Regions from separate parts of the Sus scrofa genome. Here region 1 is linked to region 2. The links are chromatin contacts, called in public HiChIP or PLAC-seq maps. All regions are on one chromosome and are shown on one strand. The core of a region is the stretch at or near the end of the contact, and the rest is flanking DNA. Distances in the headings are between cores, read along the strand shown. Region 1 holds the start of RDH5 (11-cis retinol dehydrogenase). Region 2 holds the start of METTL7B (methyltransferase-like protein 7B).

Region 1 (5,926 bases), core at 1,519-4,018, 43 kb before region 2:
CCAAGGGCTGGACAGGGAGGGTGTAGACCGGTATTCCCTGGAGGAAGGTGGGGATACCTGGCACAGATGGCACAAGTCTTACTATAGGGACGAAAGTGGATTTTGACGTTATTCGCTGAGGGACGTTGACGAAGGTGTGGCTTGGGGGACTCAAATTTCTGTTCCAAATCTTGGCCCCGTTCCCACATCACCCTCATCCAGTCTCTGTGGGTACACAGACCTGGGTGTATGTGGCAGCATTCCCGCTAACCACTGTGCTGTCTTGGGTAAGTTATGTGAGCCTTGGGGTATCACCACTTACCCTCACAGGATTTTGGGGAGAATGAAATGAGATTGTGTTATGCAAATGTATTATCTCATCATATGTAGTCGTTGTTATTATTAATAACAACATCAATGACAGCAGGCTTTGGGGGGCATTTTCTACACGTCGGGCAATGTTGGGGGGCCTCCGTGTTCCTCATTTCACTCATATCATGGGGCAGGTCTCATCCCAATTTAACAGAGGAGGAAGAAACTGGGGAAGAAACAGCTAAGGAGGGGGCCTGGGCGCTCCTGGTTTGTGCCAAGCCCTGGCTTCAACCCTCAGCCTCTGGTCTTCCCTGGCTCTCCTCCCCCTCCTCCCACAAGCACTTAATGCTTTTGGCACCCAGTCCACCACCCGCCGCAGACTTGTTTTCTGTCACCTCTTACCTCCTGCTTAGTCAGAAGTAACTGATTGAGGTTACCAAGCTCACATGATAAGAGGCTGGGATTTGAACCTATGAAGCTGAGACCTAAATGCTCTCTTTTTCGGGCTGCACCTGTAGCACATGGAAGTTCCCAGGCCGAATCAGAGCCATAGCCGCCAGCATGCATCACAGCTCATGGGAACACTGGATCCTTAACCCACTGAGCAAGGCCAGGGATCGCACCTGAGTCCTCGCGGATGCTAGTCGGGTTTGTAATCCGCGAAGCCACATCCGGCACTCCTTAAACGGTTTCTTAGCTATGGCCCCACGCAGTGTTTTCATCAGCTCTGCAGGGCAGATGCTAGTTTTTTGGGTGGGAGCTGGGGCCCTGCTCCCCTCACCTCAGGCTGTCAGAGAAGGCCTCCACGCCAAACTTGGAGACGCAGTAGCCTCCTCCATTGGCTGCCAGGCGACCCAGGACACTGCTGACGTTGACTACCCGGCCCCGGGCCTGCCGCAGCAGGGGCAGCAGGGCAAGGGTGACCCCGATGGGACCCAGCGTGTTCACATTCAGCACCTGCTGGAAATCCTCCCGTGTCTGCCAAGGGGTGGGCCCGATAATGCCAGCCACGCCGGCATTATTCACCAGACCAAAAAGCCCTGCGGGGAGATGAGGCAAGCACGTGGCTGCGCAGGGCAGGCATTCCAGCGGCCCCTCTGGCAAGGTCTGAGCCTCTTCCTCCCCCTGAGAGCTTCCCACACCCCATACCTCCATTCCCAGGGGTCCTGGCCATACACACCTGCTTCCCCAACATGTGTTTCCACCCACTTGGCTGCCCGCTGGATGCTTTGGGGATCAGTGACATCCAGCAGGGTGGTGTGGAGGCGGGAGGAAGCCACACGCTGTAGGTCTTCGGCTCCAGAGGGGGTCAGGCAGCTGGCCAGGACTCGGAAGCCTCTCTGGTCCAGCCTCAGTGCCAAAAGCCGTCCGAAGCCCGAGTCGCAGCCGGTGATAAAGACAAAAGCATCGCTGGTGGGCAGGCTCTGCCGGTCCCTGAGCAACCATAGCAGTGCCCAGAGCAAGACTCCCAGCAGCAGAGGCAGCCACATAGCTGGAGCCCAGGCGACCTGCAGGTGGCAGCCGAGGCTGGGCAGGAAGCCTTGTCCAGATTAATCTGGCCCTCCAGCTCTCGCCCTCCATGTCCTCCCTGGCTGGAAGTCCCTGGTTTGGGCAGATGGCGAGTCTGGCCGATAACTGGCAGGCTATGGCGCATCTAAGGAATGAGGCTCATCAGGCAGACCCTGTGGGTAACTTAAATAAAACCAAGTGAGCCTGGTCCTGTGAGCACAGAGGGATCTTGTTTTCTGTCACCTCTTACCTCCTGCTAAACTGGCTGGGACTTGTTTTTGGAAACATATACGGGGCAGCTGCATTTTAGTCCCAGTGGGTCCAAACTTACTGTGTGAGGCTGCGCAGCTATGAACTGTGTCTCTGAACCTGTTTTCTTTCTTCTTTTATTTCCTTTTGTCTTTTTAGGGCTGCACCAGTAGCATATGGAAGTTCCCAGGCTAGGGGTTGAATCAGAGCTGCAGCCGCCGGCCAACACCACGGCCACAGGAACGCGGGATCCGAGCCAAGTCCAAGCGACACCACAGCTCATGGCAATGCCCGATCCTTAACCCACAGAGCCAGGCCAGGGATCGAACCCACACCCTCATGGATACTAGTTGGGTTCGTTACCACTGAGGCACCATCCGAGCTCTATTTGAACCTGTTTTCTCATCTACCAAGGGGGCTAACAACCCAGCACGCCCACCTGGGAGTTGGTGCAGGATCAAAGGGATAGAGAGGGAGGCAGCACGTGAAAAGCTTTAGGCTTTGAATTATCAATACATGAATATCGACTTCTCATTGCCCCCCAGCTCCCCATACCCTGCTTACCTCCTCGGCGGAAGGCGAGCAGCTACTACAACCCCTGAAGCTTCTTTTGCTTCGCTTGAGAAACTTTGCTCCCAGTCTTCCCAGGGCCCCACACGAGCTACAGCCAAGGCTAAAGTCTCTGGGAGGTGGTGAACTGGGTGCCAGAAGTATTAAGTGCTTGTGGGGTGAGGGTGGGGGAGGGGCCAGGGGGAGGAGCCAGGGAAGACCAGAGGCTGAGGGTTGCAGCCAGGGCTTGGCACAAACCAGGAGCGCCCGGGCCCCCTCCTTAGTTGTCTTTTCTTGTGGGGGAAGCGGGTTAACGACTGCCTTTATCATGGATTCTCAAGAGAAGGGATCTGTCCAGGAGGGCAGCAGCCCCTCTCTGCTGGGGACTGAGTCCCTGCGGGGCTCCTGGGCACAAAAGCCTTTCTGTGTCCATTTCTGTTCTTAGGAAATGGGCTTCCTTGAGCCTCCATGATCTTCCCCGAGATCCTAGGGACAGGTTCCGACCGTTGCTAATCAGGGAAAGAAGGGGTTGCAGAGACAAGGAGAAGAGCCAAGAAACAACAGTACAGCCTTGGGGCAGCATCCTTGTTCCCTCTCAAGGGATACACATAATAATACGGGCAATCTTATACCCATAAGTGTAAAAGAAAAGTTATATTCCTTATGCTTTTTTTTAGAAATGAATATTTATTTATTTTTTGCTTTTTAGGGCCGCACCTGCAGCACATGGAAGTTCCCAGGCTAGGGGTCCAACTGGAGCCATAGCTGCCAGCCTACACCACAGCTACGGCAGCATCAGATTCGAGCTGTGTCTGCGACCTACACCACAAGTCACGGCAACCTCGTGGTTCCTAGTCAGATTCGTTTCCGCTGCACCACAACGGGAACTCCCAGAAATGAATACTTTAAAAGTGAACAGCTTAGGAGTTCCCGTTGTGGCTCAGTGGTTAACGAATCCGACCAGCAACCATGAAGACGTGGGTTGGGTCCCCGGATTCACTTAGTTGGTTAAGGATCCGGTGTTGCTGTGGCTGTGGTGTAGGCCTACAGCTGTAGCTCCGATGGGACCCCTAGCCTGGGAACCCCCATATGCCGCTGGTGTGGCCCCGAAAAGACAAAAGACAAAAACAAAAAAAAACAAAAAACGGAAGAGCTTGCAGTCTTTTCTTGTCCTTCTCCCTGGCTTAATTGCACACTAAACACAATCACCCATAAGCTAAAGATTACACACCCTGGCACAACTGCCTGTGGGTTAAAAGTTATGAGCATGTGAAGATTTCCTAGTTTGTTGTAATCTCTGGTCAGTGTGCCCTTTTTGCAAGTACTGTTGTTCTAGGCAATAACCCAGAAGCCCATCATCATGATTATGCTGAGATCTGACATCGGCTTTGATGACTAAGATCCCCTAATCAAAGCAAAATGCATACTTGTCCCAATCCTTTTTTTTTTTTTGTCTTTTTGCCATTTCTTGGGCCGCTTCCCCGGCATATGGAGGTACCCAGGCTAGGGGTCTAATCGGAGCTTAGCTGCCAGCCTACGCCAGAGCCACAGCAACATGGGATCCGAGCCGAGTCTGCGACCTACACCACAGCTCACGGCAATGACGGATTGTTAACCCACTGAGCAAGGCCAGGGATCGAACCCGCAACCTCTTGGTTCCTAATTGGATTTGTTAACCACTGTGCCACAACGGGAACTCCGCCAATCCTAATTCCTATTGTAGGAGAAAATGTCCCAATAAAATGTAGAAAGGAGAGACCCCAGCATGATGACTAAGCAAAGTCTAGCCAACTGCCCCAACCAGTCCTCCCCCATGCATCTGCTTCTGTAAATTTATTTCCACATGGACTACCTTGCCTGATGTCACTCCAGTCCAACTAGCCAAGCTTGGACCTGGAAGACGTAGCCCATAAAAGCCTTGTGAAACCCTTCTTCCGGGCTCAGACTCTGGAGAGCGATCTCCGATCTCCTCTGAGCCCGCCGGTGTCATAAACCTGAGTTCTCCAACTCTCCGAGTGCTCGCTTGGTTTCTCGCCGGGTAAAAGAGCTGATCCACTACAGCCACAAAGCTGCCGGAGCTGGTACACTACAGCCATGGGGCAGTCGCCAGAGCTGATACGCTGCAGTACAGGGCTGCTGGGTATCTGCTTTAACACTATCTGAAAACCTGTTTTTCTCCTTCTTACTGTAAAACTCCTTACAATTCTTTTCGGGGGGGGGGCGCCACAGTCTTTGGGGCATTAGCCTGCTGTGACCTCCACCTTTGTCTGGCAAAGCAGTAAAGCTATTTTTTTCTTCTCCAGCCAAAACTCTATGAGTCTTTCTTTCTCTCTCTCTCTCTCTCTTTCTCTCTTTCTTTCTTTCTTTTTTTTTGTCTCTGAGTTTCTCTTGGGCAATGGCGAACAAGGCCAAGTTTTGGCAATAAATTTCAGGGGCTTGTCTGGGATCTGCCTGTGGGCAGGTGGCCCCCGCAGGGCTCTCGGCTTGATTGGATGCCCTGAGGCTTCCTTCCATGCCCATCTCCCTTGAGTGAGTGGAGGGTTGGAGGACTCTTTCAGAGGCCAGTTGTTGAGAGGTTCCTGCCGCAAGGCCAGGCCCTGAGCAGACCCCACTGGAGATCTCGGAAGTTGGAACTCCAGGGTGGAAAAGTGGTCCGAAAGCAAGGACCACCCCAGCAGCTGCCAAGGCTCTGCTGGCTTTGGGGGAACTCCTTCCTTTCCCTCTGCTCCTGCTGACCCAAATTTCCCACTTCAAGAAAATTTTTTGGGGACTTCCTGTTGTGGCGCAGCAGAAACGAATCTGACTAGGAACCATGAGGTTGAGGGTTCGATCCCTGGCCTCGCTCAGTGGGTTAAGGATCCAGTCTGTGGTGTAGGCTGGCAGCTATAGCTCCGATTAGACCCCTAGCCTGGGAACCTCCATATGCCGCGTGTGCGGCCCTAAAAAGACAAAAGACAGGAAAAAAAAAAAAAAAAAAAAAAAAAAAAAAAGAAACCTTTTTGGGAAGGAGAAAAGTAGCTCCTGGAACGTCCCACTGCCAGCACCCGGGTAAGTCTGCTGACGTGCACTCCGAGGCCCCTTGGACCCTGTCTGTCTGGGGAAACTTTGGGAGAATCTGTTTGTCTGTGGCTGCCTTTTGGCTGGTGAGGATTCTGGTTTTGCTTTCAGTTTTGTGTTCGAGTATTTAATTCTATCTGATAGTACCCTAGGAAAGATCTTGACAGGGGTTCTAGCCTAGGACTCAGTTCTGTGAGCTAAGGAGAAACAAAGCCAATCTGCGAAATATCTCTGAAATTCCATCAGGCAGTCCCCTGGGGAAGATCTCAGG
Region 2 (6,643 bases), core at 3,341-5,840:
GCAAATAAGGGTGCGCACGTGTGGGTCTATATGTACGTGAGTGTGAGGACCAGGAATGTGTAGGGTGGAGAAAGGAGGCTGCACGAGGGTGTGTGAATTCCAGGACCTGGGGCGGGAGGTGACTGTTAGGATGAGGTTATGAGGTTATGTGTTGTGTGCACAGCCTGGGGCATGCACAAGGGGCAGGGGGGCTCCTGGAGTGTGAGCATGCGGGAGTGCAGGGAGGTGCCGTGCATGTCTTTCCTGTGGGCATGAATGTGCAGATGAAAGTGCAAGGAGGTGCGGTGCAGTCGAGCATGTAGGAGTCCTGAGTGGGAGTGTGTGAGGGGCACATTTCCTTCTTGATATGTAAGGGCCAGCATGTTCATGACTTTGGGAGGGTCCAGGCTACGATATTCATAGAGGAGTGGGTGTTGCCGTCGGGAGGTGCTGCCCGGTACCCAAGAGATGTGTGTGGGGGGCTTGAGAGGAATCATTCTGGAGTTTTCAGGGGTCTCAGAAGCCGTGATTTTCCTCAGATCTTGTTGGTATTGGGGATGTTACTGGGGATCTTACAAAGCTTGGGGTGCTGGTGGTGGAAAGCTTTGGGGTCAGTGGTCCTGATGTTGTACCTTCAACCCCCTCTTTCAGGGTCCTGCACCCCAGGCCCCCCTTGTGGTCTCTCTCTTGCTGTGAGTGAGAACCTGGGCGCCCAGCATGGATGGCGGCACCCGTGGGGGCTCTGACTACACTAGCTCTGTCCCACCTAGCTCCTTTCTGCTGCCATTGGTGCTTTCTGTCCCAGGGATGGTGGAGGCAAGAAGCTGGGCCGTGCGGGGCAGCTGCTCCCAGGACCTCAGCCCCGCAGCCCCGCAGACTCCTCATGTCCGGCCTGCTGTCCTTCCAGATGGGATTCTTCAAGCGAGCGCGGTACCGGTACCCCGAAGCCACCGTGCCCCAGTACCATGCGGTGAAGATCCCGAGGGAAGACCGGCAGCAGTACAAGGAGGAGAAGACAGGCACCATTCTGAGGAACAACTGGGGAAGCCCCCGGCGGGAGGGCCCCGACGCACACCCCATCCTGGCTGGGGATGGACACCCCGAGCTGGGCTCCGATGGGCATCCTGTGCCAGGCACTGCCTAGCTTCCTTGGTCCCAGCCTGGCCCGTGGGGCCCATGCACCCCTTCCCCAGGGATGGGGATGAAGAGGGTAGACCCGGTAGCTGGTGTCCCATCAGGGTTTGGTACCATCTGTTTCCTCAGGGGCACCTTCTCCCCATGAGGACCACCCCCACACCTCCCCTTAGGATGCTGTGAGATGCGGGGATAGATCAAGGATGAGTCGTCGGGGAGGGGGAGAAGGGCAGCAATATCCTGAGGCAACGGTGTCCCTCCCTCTCCCATTCACCCTGTGGGACGGGACCCCAAGGACCTGTCTCCCTGAAAGTGCCTTAAGCCCAGAGAGCGGGGAGGAGGTTATGTCGCTGACTCAGGGGCTCTTCCCTTCCTAGCATCCCCTCTCCTCTGACCTTAGTTTGCTGCATCGGTCTAGTGGATTTTGTCTATTTATTAAAACAGATATTTGAGGACAAAACCTCTGGCTCCTTTGCTGAGTCCTGCTCCCTCTCACCGGGGGTCTCCGGAGAGGACCGGTTCCCTCTGCATCCCCACTGCTCGGGACAGAGGTGGTGGTGGGACGGGGGACTGGGGGCTGGGCAGGGATACAGGGGTAGTGACTTCTGTGACCAGGTCCTTGAGGCATGTGAGTGTGGTCTCAGGAGGAGGGGACAGGGAACACAGAGAAGAGGGCCAGAAGCTGTCCCAGGGGTGGGTGGGCCAAACTTGGGAGACACAGTCCAGGAATTGGCAGGTAAGTATACAACAGGGTTTAATGGTGTTCTCCCTGTGGTCAGGAAAGAAATAGGGCTTTTTCACTGCGGAAGGAAAGGTTGAAGTTAGAGGTTCCCCCTGGGGGAGGTGGGAGAAGGAAGGATGGGGGTGGTGGGGGGATGGCTTTTCTCTGCCTGGATCCCTCTCAGTAGCTGGGAGACTTGGTAGGTGGGTGGGGCTTATTTCACTGCCTTTCCCATGATATGGGGCCCCACAGGTAACCACTTCAAGAGAGGGGGATGCTGTTCCATTTGGAGTTCAGAGAACTTGGCACTTTCCAGGTCTTTCCGGGTCTCTCTGGTGAGGCAGCAGCCATCCGCAATATGTTTCCAGGTGGGCTCTAACACCTGCTGCCACAGGAGGGCCCAGCTTCCCTGTGGCTCAGCCATGTGCTCCCAGAAGAAGAACAGTCCTCCCTGGGAGAGAAGAGATAGGGTCCTTTACCTGCTCCATAACCTCCCTCCAACCCAGCCTGGCCAAAACCTGTTGGCCAAGTGGGAGGTGCCAGTCTTCGAGTGGAGAGGGCAAATCGTCCTGCTCTGTGACTTTTCCTGCATCTCCTGTCTCCTACCAGCCCCATTCAAAGTGAGGGTGAGCGGCCTCCTGGGACTGAGTGGGGATGACTGGTGAGAGATCTTTAAAGGATGGCCAGAAGGCCAGCAGAGTGGAGGGCAGACAGATGGGGCGGTAGAGAACCAGGATACAGAGAGGCTCCCCCGAGCCCTCTCCTGAGACCTGGACGCACATGTCCTGGACATCGCAACAGCCCAGGGGCGCCCCGCACTGGGCTCCTGATTAAGGTAGGCTTCCTCCAGCTCTTCCTGCCTCTCTGAACCCTCTCTAGGTGATCTCATGCAGCTCTATGCTTAGAATGTATCAGCTACAAAGTGGTGACTTCCAAATTGAAATCTCCAGGCTACATCTTTTTCCAGTTTCCAGATCTGGACTTGTAACTGCCTCTGCATTTTCTCTGCCTGTCTCCATGGCACCTCCCACCTAAAAAGTCCAAACATGTTGCTCCTGTCTTGCAAATAGCACTTCCCTCTACCCTCCCTCCCTCCCTCCCTCCACCAGTTGCTGGTGCCAGAAACCTGGACATCATCCTAAACTCCTTTCTCTCCACACCCAGTTCCAAATCTTATGGATTCTACTTCCCCTAATTATCTCCACGTAGAACATTCTTTTCCCCAATCTCTCCACCCCCTGCTTAATCCCTCAGATTCCCTATTTATTTATTTATTGTCTTCTTAGGGTTACACTCACTGCATAGGGAGGTTACCCAGGGGTCCAATTGGAGCCGTAGCCCTGGCCTACACCACAGCCACAGCAAAGCCAGATCCCAGCTGCATCTGAGACCTATACCACAGCTTGCGGCAATGCCAGATCCTTTAACCCACTGAGCGAGGCCAGGGATTGAACCTGCATCCTCGTGGATACCAGTCAGGTTCTTAACCCACTGAGCCACAACGGGAACTCCCCAGATCCCAAAGTAAACACCCCACCCTTAAGTGTCCTTCACCCTGCTTCCCCGACTGTTAGGTGGCTCTCTTGTGTGCTTCCACAGCACCCTGTTCTGCCCCATCCAGGCCCTGGTCATATTTCCTGTTCACCAGCAGGTGGCGGTGGGTGGGTAGGTGTGTGTCCAATGCACTGATACGTGAGATGCCCCATCCTGGGTGCCCCACGCCCTGGCGGGGGGGCAGTGCTCTGTTGGCCCACCCCAAGCCTGTATCCTTCCCATCCTGCTCACCGGCCTCAGCACTCTCTGAACCTCCTGCAGGACCCTCTTCGGGCTCTGCACTGAGCACAGTACCAAGGTGCTGACCACCACATCCATGGAGCCATCGGCCAGCTCTTTCATGTCCTCTCCAAAAGCCACCACGAACCGTTCGTATTCGAGATGTCTATTCTCGGCCATACTCTTTGTCAGGAACGTCTGAAAGTGGGGGTTCGGGTCCAGGCAGGTGATCCGGCAGCCTGCTGGGTAGAACTGGAAGTTGGCGCCAGTGCCGGAGCCCAGCTCCAGCAGGGCCACCTTTCCCGAGGCTCCGGCCAGCCCCTTTATCTGGCTGAAGAGCTCCCGCTTCTTGCTCTCTATCTTGCGGTTGTTCTTGGCCGTCAGCACATCCATCACGTAGGGGAAATAGCTCTTGCACAGGGGCTCCCAGAGGCCCAGCAGAGCCATGAGGTGCAGGGGCAGGGTCAGGAGCAGCACCAGCAGCTGCAGGAGTCGGACCAGGGCGTCCATGGTGGCCTGGCTCCGAGAGAGCAGTGCTTCCCTTGGGGGACTGGCTTTTTCTCTGCCCAGCCGCTGCAGGCTTGTCCCCTTCACCCTGCAATAGGACTTTGCTCCCTGTCTCCTACTTGGCAGTTTCCTCTTTGCCCGGGTGGAGTGGATGTGTGAAATCTTGCCAGAGGGCGCAGGTCCCAAAGCCCCACAAGCTCTTCAACACTATTCATGTGGGGCTAAGGAACAGGTGGTGCCAGTGTGTCCTGAGTTCTGGGGCGCTCTGCCCAGTTGAAGAGGATGGTATGCGGCCGATCATCTCAGAGGGATGTCTCAGATCACAGCTTCATGGGTGCCAGATGCTCAGGCAGAGCTGCCTCACGCAGCGTGTCCTGGCCTCATTCTCTCCTCAGGTTCGGCTGGGTTGATGCAAGCTGGACATTCTGATTGGGTGCCCCTGGCAATACCCACAGGACATTGTAAAGTGTGAAATGCCTCTGCCTCAGATAGTAGCCAAATTCAGAGAAGAATGTGTCTTAACTGAGGGAGGGGGGCACCGGGGGGGGGTGTCACCAAACTTCTCTGTTGGTCAGTGGCACAGGGGCCACTCCTACAGTGACAGCACATAGTGTAGGAGACACTTTCCTGAAATAGGTCATCCCTGCCTGACTCAGGCCTTGTCCCCAGACTTTTTTTCTAAGCCCCTTCACTGGCCAGGGCAGATACATCTGTGGGTTCGGCCGGCAGAACAGAGGCAGTGGACTTGGACAGAGCACTTGTAACAAGCAGGGATTTTGTTCAAACTCGGCCTCCCCTAGAGGCCATCAGTGGCCCTGGAAAATGCTCCCCATGAGATTTCAGACTTGTAATTTCCCTCTTGTATGGTGCCCAAGGCATGGTGGCTGAAGGAAGTTTCATTTAGGGAGGAGCAAATCAACAATTGGCATTCATTTTATTGTTGAGCAGTATCCATGTTATGGGTATGCCACAAATTATTTATCCATTTAGCTGTGGGTGGACATTTGGGTTGTGTCCATTTTTTGTCTATTATTAGTTGCCATGAACATCTATGTGCACGACTTTGGACATAAGTTTGTGTTTTCCATGTGTAAATTACCTGTGTATGGAATGGCTAGTCATTTATTTAAAATGTGTAACTATTCTTTTGTTCTGGCAGTGTCCTTTAATTTTTTTCTCTCTTTTTTTGGTTGTTGTAAAATATGCGTAACATAAAACTTATCATCTTCACCATTTCAATTTTTTTTTCTTTTTGCTTTTTCTGGGGGCGCTCCTGCGGCATATAGGGGTTCCCAGGCTAGGGGTTGAATCAGAGCTGTTGCTGCCAGCCTACACCACAGCCACAGCAACGCAGGATCCGAGCCACGTCTGCGACCTACACCACAGCTCACAGCAATGCTGGATCCTTAACCCACTGAGCGAGGCCAGGGATCGAACCCACAACATCATGATTCCTAGTCGGATTTGTTAACCACTGAGCCACGACGGGAACTCCCTATCTTCACCATTTTAAGTGAACAATTCAGTGGTATTCAATATATTCTCCACCATCACCCCCATCTGTTCTCATAACTCTTTTTATCTTGTAAAATCAAAGCTCTATATCCATTAGACCGTAACTTTCCATTCTCGCCTCCTCCCAGCCTCTGGCAACCACGTTTACACTTTCTGTCTTTGTGATTCTGTCTATGTGACTGCTCTAAGTACCTGGTGTAAGCAAAGTCATACAGTGTTTATCTTCTTATGACTGGCTTATTTCACTTAGCATAACACCCTCAAGCTTATCCATGTTGCAGCATATGGAAGAATTCTTTCCTTTTTAAGGCAGAATAATATTTCATTTTATGTGTATATCACATTTCGCTTATCCATTCATCTATTAGTGGATACCTGGGCTTCTTCCACATTTTAGCTACTGTCAATAATGCTGCTATGAACAAGTATTTCTCTGAGACCTGCTTTCAATGACTTTAAAGGGCATATGTCCAGAAGTGGAGTTGCTGGATCATATGATTAGTTCTATTTTTGATTTTTTTGGGGAAACCACCATACTGTTTTCCACAGGAGCTATACTATTTTTATATTCCCACCAACAGCACACCCCATATTTGCCAACACTTGTTTGCTGATTTTTTTTTTGTTGTTGGTAGCCATTCTAATGGATTTCAGGTGGTATCTCATCATCGTTTTCATTTGCATTTCCCTAATGATTAGTGATGTCAAGTGTCCTTTCATGGCTATTGGCCACATTCATACATCTTCTCTGGATAATAATAATAATAATTTTTTTTTCAGGGCCGCACCTGCGGCATATGAAGTTCCAGGCTAGGGGTCAAATTGGAGCTGCAGCTGCTGGTCTATACCACAGCCACAGCAACTCCAGATCCAAGTCGCTTCTGCAACCTACACTATAGCCCTTGGCAACGCTGGATCCTTAACCCACTGACTGAGGTCTGTCATTTTTGATTTCTATATATTGATTTTATTTTTAGTCAATTTACTAAATTCTCTCATTGTTTATAATAATGG

What was found. HiChIP or PLAC-seq counts read pairs in DNA pulled down with a chosen protein or histone mark.
Region 1: an H3K27ac HiChIP or PLAC-seq map of skeletal muscle shows a contact between it and region 2. The contact joins the promoter of RDH5 here to the promoter of METTL7B in region 2. A contact is called at or near these places in 2 of 47 Hi-C or Micro-C datasets (fetal heart ventricle and liver) and 1 of 2 datasets of contacts at active chromatin or transcription factors (skeletal muscle).

Annotation. Positions count from the first base shown.
Region 1 is chr5:21,163,711-21,169,636 of Sscrofa11.1, reverse strand. It overlaps RDH5 (11-cis retinol dehydrogenase), which reads right to left and starts at 2,768. Exons shown (of 5, transcript XM_003126254.4): 1 at 2,614-2,768; 2 at 1,472-1,799; 3 at 1,073-1,331. The coding sequence starts at 1,781.
Region 2 is chr5:21,121,495-21,128,137 of Sscrofa11.1, reverse strand. METTL7B (methyltransferase-like protein 7B) reads right to left here and starts at 4,590. Exons shown (of 2, transcript XM_021091775.1): 1 at 3,620-4,590; 2 at 1,843-2,285. The coding sequence starts at 4,117. The coding sequence ends at 2,049. It overlaps ITGA7 (integrin alpha-7), which reads left to right. Exons shown (of 30, transcript XM_021091233.1): 30 at 887-1,573. The coding sequence ends at 1,123.